Linked DNA regions of Gossypium hirsutum: all the other regions are linked to region 1. Evidence: chromatin contacts called from public Hi-C data. All regions are on one chromosome and are shown on one strand. The core of a region is the stretch at or near the end of the contact, and the rest is flanking DNA. Distances in the headings are between cores, read along the strand shown.

Evidence for each region. Hi-C and Micro-C count contacts between places; a contact is called where the count stands out from the background.
Region 2: a Hi-C map of leaf shows a contact between it and region 1, with 1.8 times the contacts expected there. The contact joins the promoter of LOC107917912 here to the promoter of LOC107916808 in region 1. A contact is called at or near these places in 3 of 34 Hi-C or Micro-C datasets (hypocotyl and leaf).
Region 3: a contact with region 1 is called in a Hi-C map of leaf, with 2.4 times the contacts expected there. The contact joins the promoter of LOC107916785 here to the promoter of LOC107916808 in region 1. A contact is called at or near these places in 6 of 34 Hi-C or Micro-C datasets (hypocotyl and leaf).

What each region holds. Positions count from the first base shown.
Region 1 is chrA01:18,848,541-18,853,487 of Gossypium_hirsutum_v2.1, reverse strand. LOC107916808 reads left to right here and starts at 1,951. Exons shown (of 1, transcript XM_016846182.2): 1 at 1,951-2,936. The coding sequence starts at 2,127. The coding sequence ends at 2,768.
Region 2 is chrA01:19,032,623-19,037,569 of Gossypium_hirsutum_v2.1, reverse strand. It overlaps LOC107917912 (AT-rich interactive domain-containing protein 5), which reads right to left and starts at 2,803. Exons shown (of 14, transcript XM_041114599.1): 1 at 2,481-2,803; 2 at 1,663-2,038; 3 at 1,427-1,560; 4 at 1,281-1,320. The coding sequence starts at 2,022.
Region 3 is chrA01:19,008,610-19,013,556 of Gossypium_hirsutum_v2.1, reverse strand. It overlaps LOC107916785 (cell division control protein 2 homolog D), which reads right to left and starts at 2,904. Exons shown (of 7, transcript XM_016846156.2): 1 at 2,668-2,904; 2 at 2,437-2,578; 3 at 2,240-2,301; 4 at 1,936-2,141; 5 at 1,763-1,832; 6 at 1,537-1,675; 7 at 1,142-1,441. The coding sequence starts at 2,891. The coding sequence ends at 1,349.

The DNA of each region.
Region 1 (4,947 bases), core at 702-3,201:
CACTAACCTAGCCAACAAAACCTTAGTTCTTGTAACCCCAATTTTGAGGTGTGGCAATCTATATTGTTATTTTAAATATATATTTATTATTAAAATATTAAGTTTTTAATTTATTTTAACACAATTGTATTCTTATTTTAATATAAAACAATGTCTATTCATATTTTGATAGAATATGATTTTTAAAATATATATAAATATATAAAAATAATTCATCACTATATAAAATTTTCATATTAATGTTTTTAAATAATTATTTTCTATTATCACCTCATTACTACAACTGCATTAGAATTTAAATACATATATTATTGTCGATTTTAATCTCACTGTTACAATATTCAATCTTATTAACTAATTGTACCATTATTTTTATTTTAAATATCATTGAAGTTAATCAATGAAAACCTAATATTATTTTTTTTAAGAACCTTCCTCTATTCTTATTCTTATTCAATGAGGTACCCATTAAGCGGGGCCATGTTCAACTCCAAACCTTTTTATATAATCCCTTCTCCCTTCTATCATATTTACAGAAAAAAATAGACTTTCCAAACCATCTACGACTTTAAGCACTACAAATATTAATTACCTTTGACTTTTATCACCGCTATTAATATAAATATAGAAACATTTTAACTTTGACATGTTCTATATTTATAAAACAAAAAAATTCAAACATATTAAATAAAAAAGTGGACCCCCGACAAATAATTTATAAAAGATAAAATAATTAAAAAATCAAATAAAACAAATTTAGAAAACAAGTTTTGAAAATAACATCAAATTCTTTTAAATTGCTTTACTATCATGTATAATAGATTTTCTGTTTTTGTTGATTTTAGGATATCCACAATCGATAGTAATGATTAACTCTTTCATCATAGATAGTAGTAGAGTCGAAAAATATTTTTGGAAGGCCATAATTAAATTGTATATTTTTACGATAGTAGAAATATAATTTTATCATTTTAATAGTCTATATTTTTATAATTTTTAAAAGATTAAATCAAATTTTTATTATTTAGGGGGACAAAGTGTAATTTTACCTTTATTGATTTAAAATTTTATAAATTATAAAAAAAATTTAAATGAAAAACTTTCCACTTTAGGGGGTCGGGGCCCCTACCAGCCCCCTTTAGCTCCACCACTGGTCATAGATACTTTTTAGAAAAGCGAGTGGCTGGTCATGAAGTATATTTTATTCTCATAAGTAGAGATTAAACCTCTTAAATACATGATTAACGGACGAAATGGGCAACCACCACACCACATGTTTAAAACACCTTTAAACAAAACTTTAAATACATACATTAATCATATAACAAGTTATAACATTAAATAAAGGGAGAGTAATTCACTTACATTAATATAAAACTAAAATAATTTTACATTTTTTATAACTTTTCATATGAATAATTCAACATTTATACTTGTCAAGCATGTAAATATTTTAATTGATCTGATAACTTTATTATATAATATAAAATATTAATGATTGATTTTTTTAATATAAAACAAATAATTTAAAATTAGTGTGAAAACATAAAAGATCATTTCTCTCCCATTACAACAAATAAACTGGTACGTGGAACATATATCAATTAAACAAAAATGGAAATTGAAATTAAAAAAGAAGCGTCACTCGGCCTGACTTTTAATTAGAAGCAAATAACGGCTGCGCTTTGTAAGTGGCGGAGGTGTGAGAGTGTAGCTCAAGTAAATAGCTTCCTTCCTACGCAACGCGTCACTGCTGAGTTATAAAGGGGAGGGGTTTTATTAAGGGTTGGCAAAGTCAAACGTCAAAATCAAACAGTTGGATGAAAAAGTAGGTATGAATCAGCTGTCCCCATCGCTATCTCTTTGAAAAGTACAACAACAGCATCCCCCTTTGACTTGCAACGCCAACGGTATTTCATGTTCCCCGCGTGACGCCGTGGCTCGCGTCACTCTTTATAAAACCTCCTTTCCACATTCTTCAATCATCTCCTCTTATTTATTTGTTAGTTAACCATAATAATTACAAACCATTTCTCCTCAAATACAACTGCAATTCCAAAACCTCCCAATTCCTTTTTACTTTTTCTATATATTCTTCTCTAACAATCCGTCCTTCCATCCATGCCATGGGTGCCTGTTTCTCTTACGAAAACCCTGAATTTTCAGAATCTGGGTCTCGCCCAACAGCTCATGTTGTTTCCCTCAACGGTGATCTTCATAAATATAATCCCCCGGTCTGCGTCTCTCAGGTTCTTCACGCCGAAGCCTCCTCCTCCTCCTCCTCCTCCTCTTCTTCTTCCTCCTCCATCTTCCTTTGCAACTCGGATAGCTTATCTTACGACGATTACGTTCCGGCCTTGAATGCGGACCATCAACTGCAACCCAATCAGATATACTTCGTGCTTCCCGTTTCCAAGCTTCAGCAGCGATTGGCTTCCAAGGATATGGCCGCTTTGGCCGTCAAAGCCAGCGTTGCTATCCAGAATGACTCTAGAAACGATTCCAATCGGCGCAAGAAGGCCCGAATTAACCCTGTGATGGTGGTAGCTCAATCTGTTGTTGATCCTGTTGGCGCTTCTACCGCATCAGCCCCAACCCCCAGCAGCACCAAGTCCTTTACCAAGCCCCAGACTCAACCTCAGCCATCTGGGATGTCAAGATCTGCTTCTTTTAGAAAATTGCAGCGATACACATCCAGACGAGCCAAATTGGCCGTTCGTTCTTTTAAGCTAAGGCTGTCCACTATTTACGAAGGCTCCGTTCTGTAATCTACCTACCCGGATCCACCTTTCAAGTTGTTAATTTTCCATGAGCCCCCAATGTAACATATTATACATACATACATATATCTATTAAATTCAAAACTTCCCTGTCCTGTATAGAAACTGAGATCGAGAGTGTCATTTTTTTATTGAGTTAACCGGAGATTCCATTAATCATCATTCTCACATGATTTTTTTTGGGTTTTTTTCATCTTTATATTTCATTTATTCTCAACTGGTATGTAATATTGAGAGAGAAGGCCGGAAGCATATATTTGGAGGTATAAAATCATCAAAAAGAAAATGGAACATTACGTCTACAATCCAAAGGCTCAAGGGGCGCTCTCAATTGTTTATCTGTTTTGAACTAGTCAAAACGGAATTGCTTTAAATTATAATTATGTTTTTGTTTAAATGCGGATATCCTACCGGTTCTACCCGAATCCAATGGTTATTTGTAAATGGATTTGACCTTAGCTTGTCATACAGAGGCCCTCCAAAGGCTTCATGAAACGGCTGAAATAAACCCACTGCTAATTTGGGCCAGTCAGTTCCCATATTCCACTCATCTACCCACCCATCATTCTCAATATTGATAGTACGGACTTTTCTGTTTTGTTATGGAGGTTTTTTCTTTTGTCCATTGCTTCATCCATTTGTGTTTACATGAAAATATTGATACTCCATCCATTAATATTGGATTGATTAATAATAGTTTTCTCTTTCAAGCCTTTGATTTACAAAATCATATTAACTGATCGGTGGACGATGACAAATATCTATCCGAACTCTTTGTGTGTGTATAATTAAACTATCTAGCTAGTGAAGTAAGCAAATATGAGCTTGTTACTCTGCTTCGTTTCTTATATTCATCAAGTCTTTTTGTACAGGAAGAAGTTGAAAAAAAAAACCAACTTAAAGGATTTAATTAGTAGAATGGAAAGAAAATTGAGAAGATAGAAAATTGAAAGAGTAGAAAAATAAAAGAATAGAAATATTTTTTTCCATAGATATAATATGGTTGTGTCTAACCAAAATAACCAATATCATACAAAGCACACAGCTGGGTCACTTACCTGTGTGAGCTAAAATATGTCTTTTAAATTAAGCCACATAATCAATTCTTACTTGTGCCATAAACAAGCATTTTACCATTCATTAGACTTGTTTATAATGCATCAAAATAAACCCAAAATTCAACTTATAAAACAATCCTAAGTGCACTGGCCCCAAAAAAAAAAATTAAAGTGCCTAACTAATATGTTACAATTGGCATCTCAATTCAACAATTCATAAGCAAACCATTCATCGTCAAATATACCAAAGATTCATACCTAACTACCACCACATGATCATCATTCCAAATGCCAAGATTTCATCAAGCAAAGTTCACCAAAATACCAATTCATGCCACAATAAGCCATTACACATTAACACTTAACATTACACATAATTCACATGAAAATGGCACAAAGCATAATTTTCAATTTCACATTATATAACCGTTTACGCCTATTTACTTGCCACTTATAACCAGGCCAAATTGAGCAAAAGTCTACCAAAAGACTTGGTGGATAGTATGAGCTCTGGAGACGATCCAATCAACAGCACATTTTTCAACAATCTACAAGAAAGAAAATCTATACATATTTTTACCCCATGTTTAACACATTTTATGGATGATTTTCCATTAGAATTGGTGAATTCGATGCTCCTAATGCTTGAATTTCATGTTTTACACTTAGGAGAGCACAGGAGAACGAAAGGAACGAAAAACGGGCCAAAAAGGGATAAAATGGGCCAAAGTACGAAATCAACACGGCCTGGACCTCCTCACAGGGGCAGACCACATGGCCATGTCAATTTGGCAGGCTCGAGCACGACTTGAAGTAATCACACACGGGCGTGTCCCTGTCGAGCCCAAGTTGAGTCCAATTTGGAAAAGGCTAATTTTGAGAGCTTTTAGGCATTCCAAAACCTATAAATACACCCTAGAGAAGGAAGAAAATGAGAGGACAGAGTAAGGGGTAAGGAATTACTCCAAGAAAGCCGATTGATTCATCTCAGAAGCCAGATTCATCATCAAGACTGAAGATCTCTCCTCAATTCCCCTTCAGGAGTTTTGGGTTTTCTTTATGTTCTGTATTCTTTATTATTCTGAGATGTTTTCTTATTTAGTTATGAA
Region 2 (4,947 bases), core at 1,554-4,053, 180 kb before region 1:
CCACAAAATCAAGGTTTAGAAGAAGTGAACCGAGAATACTCATATGATAAGACATTTTAAAGTTAAAGCTTATATATCACAACATGAGTGTGACAGATAGGATACAGCAACTATGGTCATTTTTATAAAAATGGGGATACGGCAATAAGAAAACATAAATGTAATATTTTTTCCCAATAACTATTTCCTTTTTTCTCCCCTTACCATCAACCATAATAAGAAAAAGATAACTAAATAGCAGACTTCGCCTCACCAAATAATTAAAACAGAAAGAGTGTTGCTTCATCTTCCCTAGTCCTATTCATGGATTCATGTCATTACCTTTCAAACCTTGATTTCTGACATATTTCATAGACAAAGAAAATCTCATATGTTGAAAAGTAAGATTTATATTTTTTGAGGGTATCACCTAATTTAACTATACCTATATTTCAATTTTTATTTCCTCCTTAATTCAATAACAACTATTAAAAGATGCCAAAGGTTTTTCAGGTAATATCCATTTTCCCAGAGAAAAGATATAAGACATCTCAACGCAATGGCATCTCAATACAACCAAGAATGGCCAAAACAAACTCTTAAGGAATCAACAAAAAAACCCTAAGCATACAGGAAAAAGGGCATTTTTCTTGCAAGTGTTATATGGAATCTTGTTTGAGAGACTTTGAAGTCAGATCGTACAGAATTTATTTGTACATATAGGGAAAAAATGTGAGCTTATCAACTTTGTGCCCAAAACAGAAGCAGTTATGTGATGGCATAATGGCAACTCTAGAAATAGTGTAACAAGCGTGTCATTGCCATATTGATTGGCATTTCCAACTTTGGATACTTCACATGAATTCTTCTTCATTCGTGGTAAAGAGAGAGAGAGAAACCCAACGAATTAACTACCGAAGTTAGAAGATACAGTTTTCTATTAGTGCATCTTTAATAACGAAAATAACCAAATTAACGCCTAGCCAGAATTTAATCTTATTTACCTTCCTAAACAAGAAACAGATCCAAACCACTTTACACGTAGATAATATCCGGTTGTTTGTAACCTTTTACTTGTTGACACCTAAAGCTGTTAGCTTGGATAATGTATTAGATAAGAATATTGAAATTCCAAAACGGCAAAATAAATGCATCATTATACACATTAATAAAACCAGACCGAACGTCCCCTCTGATTTGTCAATGATTGCTATGTGAGTTAAACAAGAATATAGGATGATTTAAGGGTTCAGAGAAAAGGTTAAAAACATCAATTAAAGATTCCAGATATGCAAGCATACCACTTCGTAGCCACCCAATTTAATAACTGCTCTCCACAACCTACATTAGATGTGAACATGCACCAAGAGAAAAGCACAAATTAGACTCTGAGAAAAAGCAGACTTATAACCCACAAAATCCAGAACAATGATCAGTGCAAACTCACTTAAGGCAGTTTAGCGGTTCTCCATAAAATTTAGGGGGCTTGAATTCCAATGACCTATCCTTATAGAAACTTTCCAGCTCCTTCATGAATGCTGCTCGCTCCTCTGGTGTTCCAGCTTCATCAGCCTCCCCCATCTATAAGCCAAACAAGTCAAAGTGAGTTAAAAATAGGATAAACAGAATTATTGACACTTCATTTGTTAATGTCAGAACTTATAGGACATTTCTTTTATGTACCTCAGGATCAAGCAACCAACTCTTTGATTTCTCCACCTTCTCAGGTCCAGATTCAGGGGCAAGAGAGCGAAGGGGAGTAGCATCTCCATTGACTTTCTGCTCCAGTGGTTCAGCAGGAGGAGCATCAGAAGGATCGGTATTAGCATCATTGGAAGATATGTTATCAGGTTTATCGGGCATAGGAGGATTATCAGTCATGTTAACATCAGTGGGCAAGGTTGAAGTTGTATCAGCAATTGTTTCATTGGCATTTTGATCCTTAGTGGGGGGTGAGGACTGTTGCTCTTGGACAGCAGTATCAACAAGGTTAACTTGGGAAGCCTCAGGCAGCTGCTGTTCCAACATTTCGGTATCTTCCATCTTGCTTATACAGATTCTGCTGTCAACATCAACAGTTGAATTAGTGATTTTTTAAGGGGAAAAAAAGATGAAAAACAAAAACGAAAAACAAAACCCTAAGTCCTACTTGTTTTTCAAAACCATATATATAACAAGAAAAATATGAAAAACAAAAAACTAAGCGTTAAAAGAAATGAAAGAGAGCAAAATTAGACTGCCCTAAAACCTAATAATTTAAAGATAGTTGAAAAAAAAGAGAGTAAAAAGTGATGGTGGAAGAAGAAACTAGCCTGGAGCGGCGAAGGAAGGGGGGAGAGGGGAGAAGAGAGAAATGCAGTTAGGGCTTTGACAGAGAATGCGAATGCCAAAGAATTGCAATAGCAATAAATAGGGAGAGCAGCAACAGCATCCGAGTGGCATTAACATAGAAAGTATCGTTAATGGCAGGGAACTTACACAATTCGACGGTTACACCTTACCTGCTCTGCCTGGGCTGGGATTGTTGATTTCTGATTGGGATTTTTTCGGCTCTGCCAACTTAGCTACCAAATAAGAACTCTCCTTCCTTTTTTAGCGTCGTTGGTTTCGGCTCGGCTTGGATTTGCTCGGCTTGGCTGCTGAGGTCTTCTTCCTTCTTTAGCATAATAAAAAATGAAAAAAAAAAAAACCCAGTGAGTGAATGGTGTGTTTTTCTTTCTCTTTTTTTTCCCCCCAAGCGGTGTGGTGATGAGTTGATACCAAACAGAAGCGTCTGCAGGCCTTGAACCTACGAGCGAAGTGCTGTAGGGGCTGTTTTAACTCCCCAACAGCCAACAGGCCTGGCCTTCTTTCAACTTTAATTCCCACTACGCTCCAGGTCCATTTTAGCCCAGTTTCTACATCTCCTATTTGGGTGGTTGTTATACTTCTTTTCTTAAGACCAAATCCAACAGCATAACCCAAAAATTAATTGAAAAGCCTATCTACCCTTTGTGCATTAATCAAAATTTATTTGGATATATGGTTGGATTTCCTCATCTATTATTAAGAGTTTAATTAAGTTAACGTGAATTATTAATCGAGTCTTAAATTAATTGTAAAATTATTAAAAGTTTTTTTTAGAAATCAACAAATATTATTTTTATAAATAAAAAAATATCTCATCATATTAATATTGTCAAATCAACACTTACAGCATAAAATCATCAAGTCATGACACCTATGCAATCTTGACAAACACCTATGCACCCTTCATAACCATAAAACTACAAACACAAGACACTTGTACTAGTAAAGCACTACTATCAATATTCTAGTTAAATACAAAAGAGAAAACTAATATAGTTTAATTAGAAAAAGCTTCATAAGGTGTTGGAAGACTATCTTTATTCAAGATGTTGGGAAAGTTATTGCTCGTTCCATGTCTTGTTATAACGAAATTGTTTCTCTATTTGAACCTGCAAATTTGAGCTTTGAATAGGTTTTATTTGTGTTGAGTTCAGTCCACCTGAATGTTTCATATTTGACAAAACACGAAGCATGATTTGACTAAAATTTTAAAGACTCCCAATCGAATTGCTTGAGGTAATTGGATAAGTACTGAATAACTAAATAAAATAGATAGACATTTCTCTTCATCTCAGGTCGATGGATCTTCTCAACTAGAGGATCCCCTATATGAATAATATATGGATAATACACATTCCAGTTGGCTGAGCCTAATTCTATTATAATTGTTTTGTTCCGAAGAAAAAATATCCACAGGGCGGTTCGCCTATTCAAATATTCACGACCCAAAAGTACTAGATTCACTTTCAGATAGGTCCTGAAAGGAGAAGGAAAGTTAGAATGCCACCCGGCGTCTATTATTGAATTCACCCGACCCAATAGTACCCATTTTTGGAACATCCAGTGCCAAAGTCATAGAATGGGTAAGTCACCAATCCTTAAAATGGACTAAGTCTTATTATCTCTTGAGAGAGTTTTGGTGTTGTTAGAAGACTGATTAATAAAGTCTTTTAGTTAATAAAAGCTCAGAATAATTACAACTTTTAAATAGAAGTTTAAAGCCTATCAAAACACTGTTGATTAACCATTTGAAGAGGCCTATAAATAGGTTGCTTGTAGTGTCACTTATAAAGCGGTTTTTGGATTGTCATTGTCAACAGCTTTATTCTGTTCTTGTAACACCCATCACCCGGCATGGTTGTCGAACGCAACTACGGATGCTACCATAATTACCAGAGTAAATCATATTCAAATTGCAACAATTAATGCAATCAAACATCAATTTATTTCATAATTCCATCCACAAAATGATTTACAATAAAAATGAGACACATTTGATCTTGTGAAAGCTCCTAAGTCAACCCAAGCACTATTAATGACCAAATTGTAAACTTTTCAAATTTTAAAAATAGGTATCGATACCAATAATAGGTATTGATACCATTTTGGCATTCTGCCATTTTAAAAAATAAAACATTTAAGGAAGTACTGATACTTGTTATCAAGGTACTGATACTTTCTGAAAATTTTTCAAAAATGACCTCTTTAAAATCAATTCATGCCAAAACTTAACTTAAACTCAATAATGCTTATATGCACACCCACAAGCCCTGTAAATGTTGGAGTTTGAATTGAGTTAAACAACAAAGAATTGGTTTAAACAAAAAATGAATTGATTCAAACAGAAAAACAATTGATTTGAACAAAAAGACAATCAATTCAAATAGCAGAACTTTTGGAGCTTAATCATACCAAATATCATCTCCTAAATATCCAAACAATCATGAAACTATGCCATATAAAAGCTTCAATATACTACCTGCAACCACAACATTATATTTCAAACATATCCAAATTGTTACACTTCACAATCATTATTGTACCAAGAATATATTCCAACACTCTAGCATATCCATACCAAAATAACCATTACGATCACTTAACACCACCTAAACATAT
Region 3 (4,947 bases), core at 1,655-4,154, 160 kb before region 1:
TCATATCTCTGTCTCTATATTTAAGAATCAAGCCTTTTGATTCTCAAGACAAAGTATCTACATAATTGGGACAACATAATAGTTCTTTAACCGATTGGCTCATTTCAATTCCCAAGACAAGTTGTATTATTATATTAAGACCCGACCACATAATGTAAATTATTATTAGTTAAAACATTAGGTAATAAATAAGTCAATACTCGCTTACATTTTGGTTTGGCTGCAAAAACTATTGAGGATAAATTCAAATAATATTAATGTGAAATTAAACTAATTTGAAAAATTATAAATTCAAATGACCAATAAATTTTCTATTGTTGTCCAAAGTACTACCGAAGAAGATAACCTAGATTTGCAATTCCTTTTAATGAAAACGTGACGAGGGATCAACAAAAAGAGTAAGCATAAATTGTAACATTATCTATCGTTTTTAATCAGAAGGTGTTAAAAGACATGGCATTATGGAACAAAATCTTTCATCAAAATTTTGGGACTTATTCTGGTTACGGAAAGATCATTGTGGGCAGCTTGGATTGAAAATTATGTCCTTAAAGGAGGTAGATTCACCAAAATTATGCAACTACAAGATAATCAGTCCACATGGAGCTAGAATGGATCCAAGTATGTTGCCGCTACAATATGAATTTTACTTAGAATAATGTGAAGTCTAGCGGCACAAAATGGTATGGTGTCCGTTTCGTATTCCTAGGCATTCTTATAATTGCTTGGCTTGCAGTACTAGATAGACCGCCAACAAAGAACCGTTCACTCCTAGGGATACCATATTGAGTTAGACTGCCTACTTTTTTGGGAGGAAACCTGATACATTTTATACCAAGATAACCTCAAGTACACTTTCAAATAACGATTTGGGTTCGTGACAACTATGGCATAGCGCAGAAGAATGCCTTCAGTCACATTGTAGTACACTGGTTGAATTAGATCACGGACCAGAGATACCATTACATTTACCTTGTGGCTTAGCTATTTTCATGTTAACACAGATAACAGCCGTGTTTATCAAGAATAAAGCTTTGGCCTTAAACATCTTGAGTTGGCCAAGTTTTTCTCATGTTACTTTTGAACGAAAAACTCAAATTCACAGTTAATCGGTGCTGCCTGGTTTGGAGAATGAGATACATACATACCCAACCCATCATTGCTCAAGTATTCTTAAACCAAAGTAGATTTTAGCAAAAAAGGAATTTGAGGTATAAACTAATAAGTCAAATTTCAGAATGCAACAAATCATAAAAGACACTACTAGTACTACTAATTATCCAATACTAGATGCTTGAGAGAAGCAGATAGGTTTCTACTACGAAACTCCTGTTATCCACTGTTCTGTTCAAAGATAAGCCTTGTTCAGATCTGCAAAGTAGGGATGTTCCATAGCTTTTTTGGCTGAAATACGCTTTGAGGGATCATATTGCAACATTTCCTGCGCCAACAGAACATGTCAATATTAGCTGTTGTTTAGAGAATAGGATGGTTTCAATTCATGTAGTGCTGTGAGATAAGGTAAGGCAGAATTACCGATAACAGGTGTAGCCCATCACTATCCAAATTAGGAACAGCTGATGCCAGGCTCTGGGCGCTCCACTGGGGATACTCATGCCAGTTTGGTAGTGAGCTTACTCCAGGCCAGACTTGTTCATTTGGAGTACCCAACAACCTGCAAGGATGCAATTAGAAATTATTAAATGGAAAGCAGACACCAAAATGGTTGATTTAGAGACTAGAAAGGGGCATCAGAACGCGCCTGAAAATATGAAGGAGCTGCTGCAGCTCAGAATCTCCAGGGAATAGAGCCTGTTTGGTGACCAGCTCGGCTAGAATAAATAAGGAAATTGCTTAGTGAATCAAGTAGTATGAATTTGATCATACATAGGTGAATAATAATAATAAAATGCAGAGATGGCATGTATGCAGTACCAAAGATGCAGGCCACAGACCACATATCCACGGCAGTTGAGTAATGAGTAGCCCCCAAAAGGACTTCAGGTGCTCTATACCATAGTGTTAATATCTCATGAGTGTACTTCTTAATGGGAAGAGTAAAAGCTCGAGCTAGGCCGAGATCAGCTATTTTAAGGGTCATGGTCTTTCTATCCATGAGGAGATTGTGAGGCTTAAGGTCTCTGTGTCAATTAAAGGGAAAAGAAGGATTAAGTAGGTATCGAATATCCTAAAAGATTGGTGAAGAAAATAGAGCAAAAGGCAAGGGTTTTAAAATAACCTGTGTAAAACCCCATGACCGTGGCAGAAGGCAACACCTTTGCACAGTTGGTACATCAAGCTCTGTTAACAAAAATCGCGGGCATTAATGAATACAGAACAAAGACATGATGACTCTGCTTACTAAGTATTCACAAGCCCACAACAAACGCGCTAAGTAATTGTATGAAAGAGTGCGAGAGAGAGAGAGAGAGAGACCTTGACAATGTTAACGGGAATGTTCTCCCCAGTTTGGCGAAATGAGCGGATGTATTTCTTGAGATCAGTATCCATGTACTCAAAAACCAAGTATAGAACCGTCTTTCCTTCTTTGTTTTGTCCTTGTTTAACATCCATCAATCTGAATATGAATGAAAATTCTATTTTGATTAAATTAAAAAAGTGAAATTCCCTTTACAAGAAAACAAGAAGAGAGAAAGAAAGAGAGACCTGACGACATGAGGATCCCGAGAGAGCATGCGCAAGATGGAGACCTCGCGGAGAGTGGTGGGAGGAACGCCTTCATCGTCCTCATGGAGACGAGTCTTCTTTAAGGCTACGATCTTCCCCGTCGCTCTCTCTCTTGCTCTGTATACCTTTCCGTAGGTTCCCTCTCCCACCTTCTCCAATTTCTCGAATGCCTCCATTGCTGAGATTTGCCTTGGCTTCTCCATTCCTTCTTCGATTCTCTCTCAAATCAAAACCAAACCCTTCTTTGTTCTTGTATTATCACATCACTCTCACCTGTTTCTTCGTTTATATATATAACCATTCCCTTTAAACATTTAAAAAGGAAAAGAAATGAAGTCGTTGCTCTCAACGGAAACTTTTAACTTTTTTGAATTTCAAATTTCCAGATCCAAGCGCTCTCAACCTCCTTTCCATGTTTGCCCCTAACTCAACCCCAAGTGTATGACGGGTCGGAGGTATGACCCGAGTCTATTCTTCAGCCCAGCCAGCCCAGCCCAGCCCAAGTGTATGACGCAAATTTCTTCTCTCGCTCTCGTTTTTTTCTTACTGGTAGCAAGTGAATATAAATTATATAGTACCGTGAAAATATGAGGGAAATTTTATAATTGATTATTATATAATTAGGGATGCAAATTGGATTATTTCGCATCAAAGTCCTCCTACCTTAAATATAATGCTTTTATCATAAAATCAAGAAGATTATTATATTATTTTAGCTCTACATATTTTATCTTTTCTTTTTATTTGAACTTACCATTTCCATTCATAATATGTTTTATCTTAAATTATCAAAATAATTATTATTATTTGTCTCAAATTATATTTTAGTCACTCAGTCGTTAACGGTGTAACGGTAAGCTAACGTGGCACATTAAATCATCATTTCAAATGAAAATTTTAGATTAAATTCTAAAATTGGTCCTTATATTTTTTTTCATTTTGAGTAATTTAGTTTTTCTTTTATGTTCTTTTGACTTTCTTTTTTTTCCTTTTTTTTCCATTCTCTTTTGCTTCTCTACTGTTTCCTCCATTCTTCATTTTTTTAACGTAGTTTTTCTATGTTTTTCACTTGTTAAAACTAGTCCACAAGCTTGTCTCACTCAAAAAATTAAATTTTTCAAAAAAATGAAAAGTATAGGGACTAGTTTTAACAAATGAAAAACATAGGAAAACTACATTAAAAGAAATGGAAAAGGGAGAAAAACAAAGGGAGAAGTAGAAGAGAATAGAAAATAAAGAAAATAAAAAGAAAGTTAAAAGAACATAAAAGAAAAAAAATTAATTGCTCAAACAAAAAAATATGGGGACCGATTGTACAAATTAATCTAAATTTTTTGTTTGAAATGATTATTTAACGTACCATGTCAACTTACCATTACACTATTAACTGTAATTAACGGCTCGGTGACTAAAATGTTACAATACGATAACGTAAGTGACTAAAACGTAATATTTCAAACATAAGTGACTAAAATGTAACATGAGACAAATAAAAGTAACTATTTTGACAATTTATCCTAAAAAATAAAACATCAGCCAAAAAGTAAAGGTCAATTTCTACTGTTAGATCTTGTACTTTGTGTAAATTATAGATTTAGTACATATACTTTAATTTGATCAATTTTAATTTTTGTACTTTTCAAAATTTAAAATTTTAGTCTTGACTAAATAGTAACAGTTAAACATGTTTGGTTAAATTTTGCTATTAGTTATGTATTATGCATAAAGTTATAGATATAGTCCATATTCTTTGACCGGAACACTCTTAGTTGTTATATTTTTTGAATTTCGAAATTTCAATCTTAATGTAGACGACAAATGATAAATCTATTAACTAATTTTTTTGTAAGTAGTATGTAGAAATAACAAGTTTGTATAATATTATACATATGATAATATATTTAGAGTATCAAAATTTAAAAATAATTACTATTCGATAAAAATTAAAATTTTAAAATTCTAAAAATACAGGGGTTGTTCAACGTCCTGCAACTTTGGCAGCTGTAGGAAGGATTCCATTGCATAGCCGCCAGGCAAAGAGACGCACTCTTGGCGGTAAGAAGGACCTTCAGATTTTTCTATAAGCACTCTTGACAGAGTATCTTCCATCACAACTTGGATGCTAGATAAGTTTATCTTCCCGATTACCTTTGAAAAGCTGAATGTTAAGGATTGCTTCAGCTTCGTCCACGCTAAATTCATTTCGTATGACATCCTCTTTCCATCTCCCCATTGTAAAGTCAATTAGCCTCGGGTGCA